Linked DNA regions of Mus musculus: region 1 is linked to region 2. A link is a contact called in public promoter capture Hi-C data. All regions are on one chromosome and are shown on one strand. The core of a region is the stretch at or near the end of the contact, and the rest is flanking DNA. Distances in the headings are between cores, read along the strand shown.

Evidence for each region. Promoter capture Hi-C pulls out the DNA fragments that hold promoters and counts their contacts.
Region 1: a contact with region 2 is called in a promoter capture Hi-C map of liver, with 2.7 times the contacts expected there. The contact joins two enhancer-like sites. A contact is called at or near these places in 1 of 39 promoter capture datasets (liver), 1 of 484 Hi-C or Micro-C datasets (B cells) and 1 of 115 datasets of contacts at active chromatin or transcription factors (large pre-B cells).

The regions. Positions count from the first base shown.
Region 1 is chr10:128,601,273-128,604,648 of GRCm38.p6, reverse strand. No RefSeq gene overlaps it. Among named protein-coding and RNA genes, the nearest start is that of Erbb3, 13 kb to the right of the region's middle. Within about 2 kb of position 1,873, at least 18 of the 459 cell types and tissues checked have an H3K27ac peak or open chromatin away from gene starts, as enhancers often do. A contact at or near this core is called in liver, where this site is marked.
Region 2 is chr10:127,148,672-127,152,054 of GRCm38.p6, reverse strand. No RefSeq gene overlaps it. Among named protein-coding and RNA genes, the nearest start is that of Gm51819, 9.7 kb to the left of the region's middle. Within about 2 kb of position 1,269, at least 62 of the 459 cell types and tissues checked have an H3K27ac peak or open chromatin away from gene starts, as enhancers often do. A contact at or near this core is called in liver, where this site is marked.

The DNA of each region.
Region 1 (3,376 bases), core at 624-3,123, 1.5 Mb before region 2:
AATGCTGGGATTACAGGCATGTGCCAACAAGCCCAGACCATATAATGCTGAAGATCAAATCAGGTCCTTATGAATGCTGGGTAAATACTGTATGGACAGAGTGACACCCCTAGCCTGTTTTGTTTTCAGTTAGAATCTCTTAAGGCAGCTCCCCTACCCAGGTTCACTTCATTTTTTATTTTTTAATTTTTTGGGGGGTGGGGGGTGGGGGAAAATGGTAGGTGGAGTTCAGATGTAATCTCCTGGAACTGAAATAAGATGAGACAGAAAGCAGGCATTGTATTGCTCTCCAGTAATCCAAGGACATTGCTTCAAACTTAAAGACAGTCTGGGTCTATTTAGCAAGCTCCAGACCAAGGCTTATAATGAGTCCAGATCTTATCGAAACAAACAGAAGGTGAGGAGGATAGGGCTGAGGAGGAAGGGGGGAGGAGGAGGAGGAGGAGGAAGAGGAAGAGGAAGAGGAGGAAAAGGAAGCTAAGGATATATAGCTCAGCCATAAAGTGCTTGCCTGACTCATAATTTCATTTAGTTTCATTTTCTTTTCTTCCTCTTCCCACCATTTTCTCTCTTTGCACCATTTTCTCTCTTTTTCAAGTAAGCCAGGCTGATCTTGAACACCTGATTCCCCCTGCCTCCACTTCCCAAATGCTGCATTATAGTCATGAACCACCACACTGACCTATAGCTTCCTAGACTGTGAGTGGAGACCCCCTATGGACACCTAAGTGATTGTATGGGTGTGCAAGACATTTGGTGGCAGCAGAAGTTTTCTGGACACGCAGACTCCAAAACCGAATTCAAAGTCAAACATGAAATGAATCTGACGTGTTTCTGACCACATGTGCCTGTGTTGTATCACGGGCCTCGGTAGTCTTGCTTTTGAACACATGGCACGCTAGTGTACTACCGTGCATGCCGTCAGGCCACAGTAGCACATCTATAGAGTGTATTATGTTAGAATGTTTGCTTTGTTGTCGTCCTGGCTGAACCGGAATTTACTATGTAGATCAGGCTAGCCTCAAACTCATGCCTATTCTTCTTGGGTGCTGGGATTAAAGGTGTTTACCACTATACCCATAGGACATTTGCTTTTTTTTTTTTTTTTTTTTTCGAGACAGGGTTTCTCTGTGTAGCCCTGGCTGTCCTGGAACTCACTCTGTAGACCAGGCTGGCCTCGAACTCAGAAATCCGCCTGCCTCTGCCTCCCGAGTGCTGGGATTAAAGGCGTGCGCCACCACGCCCGGCGGACATTTGCTTTTTTAAAGTGTTATTTGTGTTGTTGACTTAAGTTTTATTGAAAGAAAGAAAGAGAGAGAGAGAGAGAGAGAGAGGAAGGAAGGAAGGAAGGAAGGAAGGAAGAAAGAAAGAAAGAAAGAAAGAAAGAAAGAAAGAAAGAAAGAAAGAAAGAAAGAAAGAAAGATAGATCATTGAATGATAGATCAGGTATGAAGGCATCTATCTTTAACCCCAACACTCAGGAGCAAAGGCAGTCAGTTTTCTGTGAATTGAAGACCAGCCTGGTCTAAATAGCAAATTCCAGGTCAGTCAAAAGTACATGGTAAGATCCTGTCTCCAAAGTAAATAAATGACCATTGACTAAATTTTAGCTTAAGATTAGGATAGAATTTCTAACAATTTTTGAAATTGCCATTTTGTAGTATGTATTATACAAAATGTCATCTCAGCGTTGACAACTAAAAAAAAAATCAAAATATCAGTCAGCTGTGAAAAACAGGAAGCTACTCTATGCCCTGGAGTATGAAATATTCAGCCAAAGGGACGTGGCTCGGTTGGTGGAGTACTGGAAGCCATCCCCAGTGCCATAAACACTGGGAGCAGCAACACATGCCTGCAGCCCCAGAATCAGGGATGCAGAGACAAGATCAGAATTTCACATTCATTCTCAGCTAAGCAAGTACTCTATTACCACAGCTGCATCCCAACCCTCTAGTTCAAGGTCAGCCCCAGCTAAGATAAACAGTATAATAAAATAGAAAGCAGTCAAAGGTAGTCAAAGTTCCTTTCATATCAGTATGTCCTCCTGTTTGTTTATTTTGAGATGGAATCTTTCTCTGGAGTCTGGGCTGGCCTCACACTCACAGAGATCTTCCTGTCTCTGCCTCCGTAGTGCTGGGACTAAAAGTGTGTGCCACCAGGCCCTCCCTCTCTTGTTTATTTTTGGGGAATTGTCTTAAGTCGCTCTTTGTTGCTGAGAGAAAACACGCAAGCAGGGAAACCTGAAGGTTTAATTTCACTTGAGCTTCAGAGGCCTAAAATCCATGTTGGCAGAATGAAGGGTGATTGAAAGTCACATCTGGAACCCGGAACAAAGAGGAAGAGAGAGAACATTAGGGAGGGTGGGGGATTTTACTTTTTTTTTTTTTTTTCTTCAAGACAAGGTTTCTTTCTCTGTATAGGCCTGGCTGTCCTGGAAATCACTTTGTAGACCAGGCTGTCTTCGAACTCAGAAATCTGCCTGCCTCTGCCTCCCGAGTGCTGGGATTAAAGGCATGTGCACCATGCCCGGCAAAAGATTTTTTTTATTATATGTAAGTATGGACATGGTGGTACACGACTTTAATCCCAGCACTCAGGAGGCAGAGGCAGGCAGATTTCTGAGTTCGAAGACAGCCTGGTCTACAAAGTGATTTCCAGGACAGCCAGGGCTACACAGAGAAACCCTGTCTCGAAAAACCTAAAAAAAAAAAAAAAAAAGATATGTAAATACACTTTAGTTGTCTTCAGACACACTAGAAGAGGGCATCAGATCTCATTATGGATAGTTGTGAGCCACCATGTTGTTGCTGGGATTTGAACTCAGGACCTTCAGAAGAGCTGTCAGTGCTCTTAATTGCTGAGCCATCATTCCAGCCCAGTGGGAGGCTTTTGAAACCCCCTGACCCACCCCCAATGACACACCTCCTCCAACAAGGCTACATCTCTTAAGCCTTCCCAGTTTCACCAGCTGGGGACCAACTGTTCAAACTTGAGCCAATGGGACCTGTTGTCATTCGAACCACATGAGAATGCTTGGCTGGAGTCAGAAATGCCACCTGAAAGCTCTCATGCACAGGCTTGGCTGCTGATCTTTAGGAAGTGACAAGATCTTTTTTTTTTTTTTTTGGTTTTCAAGACAGGGTTTCTCTGTATAGCCATGGCTGTCCTGGAACTTGCTTTGTAGACCAAGCTAGCCTCGAACTCAGAAATCCACCTGCCTCTGCCTCCCAAGTGCTGGGATTAAAGGCGTGTGCTACCACCACCCAGCCTAAGTGACTAGATCTTAAGGACTCTGACTTCATACATAGATTAATCAACTGGTAGTTGTAATTTTTAATGTTTTTAAACCTTTTTTTTAATGGTAGTTCATAAATGC
Region 2 (3,383 bases), core at 20-2,519:
ACCTGCTAAGTCATCTTGTCGTCACTCACCTTCTTTGAAAATATTTTTTTTTAGATTTATTGATGTTATATGTTTTACCTTCATGTATGTGCATGCACCACGTGTGTGCTGAGTGACCTCAGGAGTCAGAAGGCACCAGATCCCCTGGGACTGGACTTATGGATGGTCCAGTCCTGGCTCTTGTCTCCCCAATGTTATCATTGTTCCTTTCCTATTTTAAAAATTACTTTTTTGGTGTGCACCTAGAGTAATGGGTCTTTTATGACGTTTTCTTTATACTTTAGCCCAGTCCATCTGCTCCTGCCTGAACGTGTTCTTGAGTTAGTTTGCCTAAATTTGATTGATTGGTTGTTGTTGTTCCTGTGTCCAAGGAAGTTGGACTATAATTTCCTTTCTTCGTTTCTTCTTCTGGTTTTGGTACCAGGGAAGTGCTGCCTTCATCGATGCATTTGGTGGTGTTCCCACTGTTCCTGCTTTGTGGACCAGCTCCAGTGTTTGCTTCTCTGTGCTTACCTCTTATGATGGTTTGTATGTGCTTGGGTCAGGGAGTGGCACTATTAGGAGGTGTGGCCTTGTTGAAGTAGGTGTGTCACTGTGGGCGTGGGCTTAAGACCTCATCCTAGCTGCCTGGAAGCCTGTATTCTGCTAGCAACCTTCAAATGAAGATGGAGAACTCTCAGCTCCTCCTGCACCATGCCTGCCCAGATGCTGCCATGCTCTTGATGATAATGGACTGAACTTCTGAACCTGTAAGCCAGCCCCAATTAAATGCGATTAAATTAAATAAGCCAGTCCTTATAAGAGTTGCCTTGGTCATGTTGTCTGTTCACAGCAGTAAAACCCTAAGCCTTTTGTTTTCTTGGGTTTTGGTGTTTTGGTTTTTGAGACAAGATTTTCCTGTGTAGCCATAGCTGTCACTCTGTACACCAGGCTGGCTTCAAACTCACAGAGATCCTTCTACCTCTGCTTCCCAAGTGCTGGGTCTGAAGGTGTGCACTACCACTGCTCAGCTATTGGGAGGCTCTTCATTTCTGTTTTAATTTCATTGATGATTGTGGATCTGCTTAAGCTGTCTCCCCAACTATTACTTTATTTAACCATGTATAAACTACACACACACACACACACACACACACACACACACACACACACACGCAGCCCTGCTCCATGTCAGAGCTCCCAGTCACCCCCAGTTATGAGGTGATAAGAAACCAGGAATGGTGGTGTCCCTGGGCTGACACTGACCTTTGGCCCTACAGTTCATCTCCAACAAGAGTGTGGCGCACTGGCTGGCACTCACGGGCAACAGTGAGACTTCAGTCCTAGGCAGCTTGGCTTGCCTCTGAAGTTAACAAATAACTAACTGGATTTAAAAACTGAAAACAATTTAGTGGTTGGGGAAATGAGTCATTGTTAAGTCACTGCTCTTGCAGTGGATCCGGGTTTGGTTTTTAGCATCAAAGTAAACCGTCTGTTACTCCAGCACAGGCAGGGGTCTTGGTGGCTCCTTCTGGCCTCCATGGACACCCACATGCATGCATAGACATGGGGTGTATCCTGTTTTGTTTTGTTTTTCTAGGGTGAGAGGAGAAACTCTATGGACAAACCCAGTTTTCCACTATGACAAGTTATGAAATCAAACTTTCTGCATCTAAGCGCAGCGGGTGAGCCTTGATCTGGGAAACAAGGAAGGAAGAATTATCTTTTAGGATACGAACCCAGCAAGGTCCCTGTGAGTTTGAAGCCAGCCTAGTCTATAGAGCTAGTTCCAGGACATTAAAGACTATATAAACAAACCCTGTTCAAAACAACAACAACAACAACAACAACAACAACAACCAAAACTGAACCAAATTAACCAACCAAACACCACCAAATCCACCCACACACTTCACATCTGGCAGAAGTATTCACCCTTTAGAGCACTCTTGTTTGGCATAGTATTGCAGCCCAGTGTTTGTGTATGTGTATGTGTGTGTGTGCACAGGGTTTATGTGCACAGTGTGTGCGCACAGTATGTGTGTGCACAGTATGTGTGCACAATGTATGTGTACACAGGGTATGTGTGTATATGTGAGTATATGTGTGTATAGTTTGTGTGTGCACAGTGTGTGTATACAATGTGTGTGTGCACAGGACATGTGTGAACAGGGCATGTGTGCACAGTGTGTGTGCACAGGATATGAGTGCATAGTGTATGTGTACACTATTGTCTAATTCACACCCCATTGACTCAGTTACTTCGTGAATAATTCTATTTATTTTCCAAAAATGAGGGTAGCCTGAAGTTACTTCAAGTTTTCCATCTATCAAAGGAGGGAGCCCCTGAGGGCCAATGAGACTGACCCACCAGCAGCCCTCCACTCCTCAGCTGGCTAGACACCTGTTATATCTTCTCGGTTTAATCTTGATAGGTCTCATGAGTCTAGAAATTTATTAATTTCATCTAAGTTTTCCAGTTATTTGGAATATAATATTTTTAAAGTCCTCGAGATTCTTTATGTTTTATTAGACTCTGCAATAACATCTCTTCATTGTTTAAAAAAAAACAAAATGCCAGATGTTTGACTTACCAAATGAAGATTCAGGAGCCAGATGCTGGGTGAAAACCTGCAAGCCCTGAGAGACAGAGAAAGCACCCCACTGACCTCCTTATTCCACTGACTTCCCAGAAGGAAAAGGCTTTTTCTTCTCCACCCTGTCTTAAATACCCTTCGACTCAAAGACTCTCCTCTCTGCTTCCTTATGCTTGCTCCTTGGCAACTCTTGACCTAACACTGATTATATTTAATCCTGTTTGTTTTGTTTCAGACCCTGGCCAAGGCATTGAGGTGCATATCTTACATACTAAAGCTGACCTGGCCTCCAGGTTCTCCCAGCATCCTTCAGTCCTTACCTGGCATACCTTGAACTTTCTGGGCTGCCCTTCCCTGAGAGGTTCTTCCTTCCCTATATAATACAGGCATTTGGTCTCTCTTTTCTCCTCCCCCTCCCCCTCCTCCTCCTACAGGCATTTGGTCTCTCTTTTCTCCTCCCCCTCCCCCTCCCCCTCCCCCTCCCCCTCCTCCTCCTCCTCCTCCTCCTCCTCCTCCTCCTTCTTCTTCTTCTTCTTCTTCTTCTTCTTCTTCTCCTCCCCCTCCCCCTCCTCCTCCTCCTCCTCCTTCTTCTTCTTCTTCTTCTTCTTCTTCTTCTTCTTCTTCTTCTTCTTCTCCTTCTCCTCCCCCTCCCCCTCCTCCTCCTCCTCCTTCTTCTTCCCCTCTCTGTCTCTGTCTCTGTGTCTCTGTCTCTGTCTCTGTGTCTCTGTCTCTGTCTCTCTGTCTCTGTCTCTCTCTTTTTCTGTACAAGCATCTTTAATCTCTTTCTCCCTGCACCCTCCAGTCCCT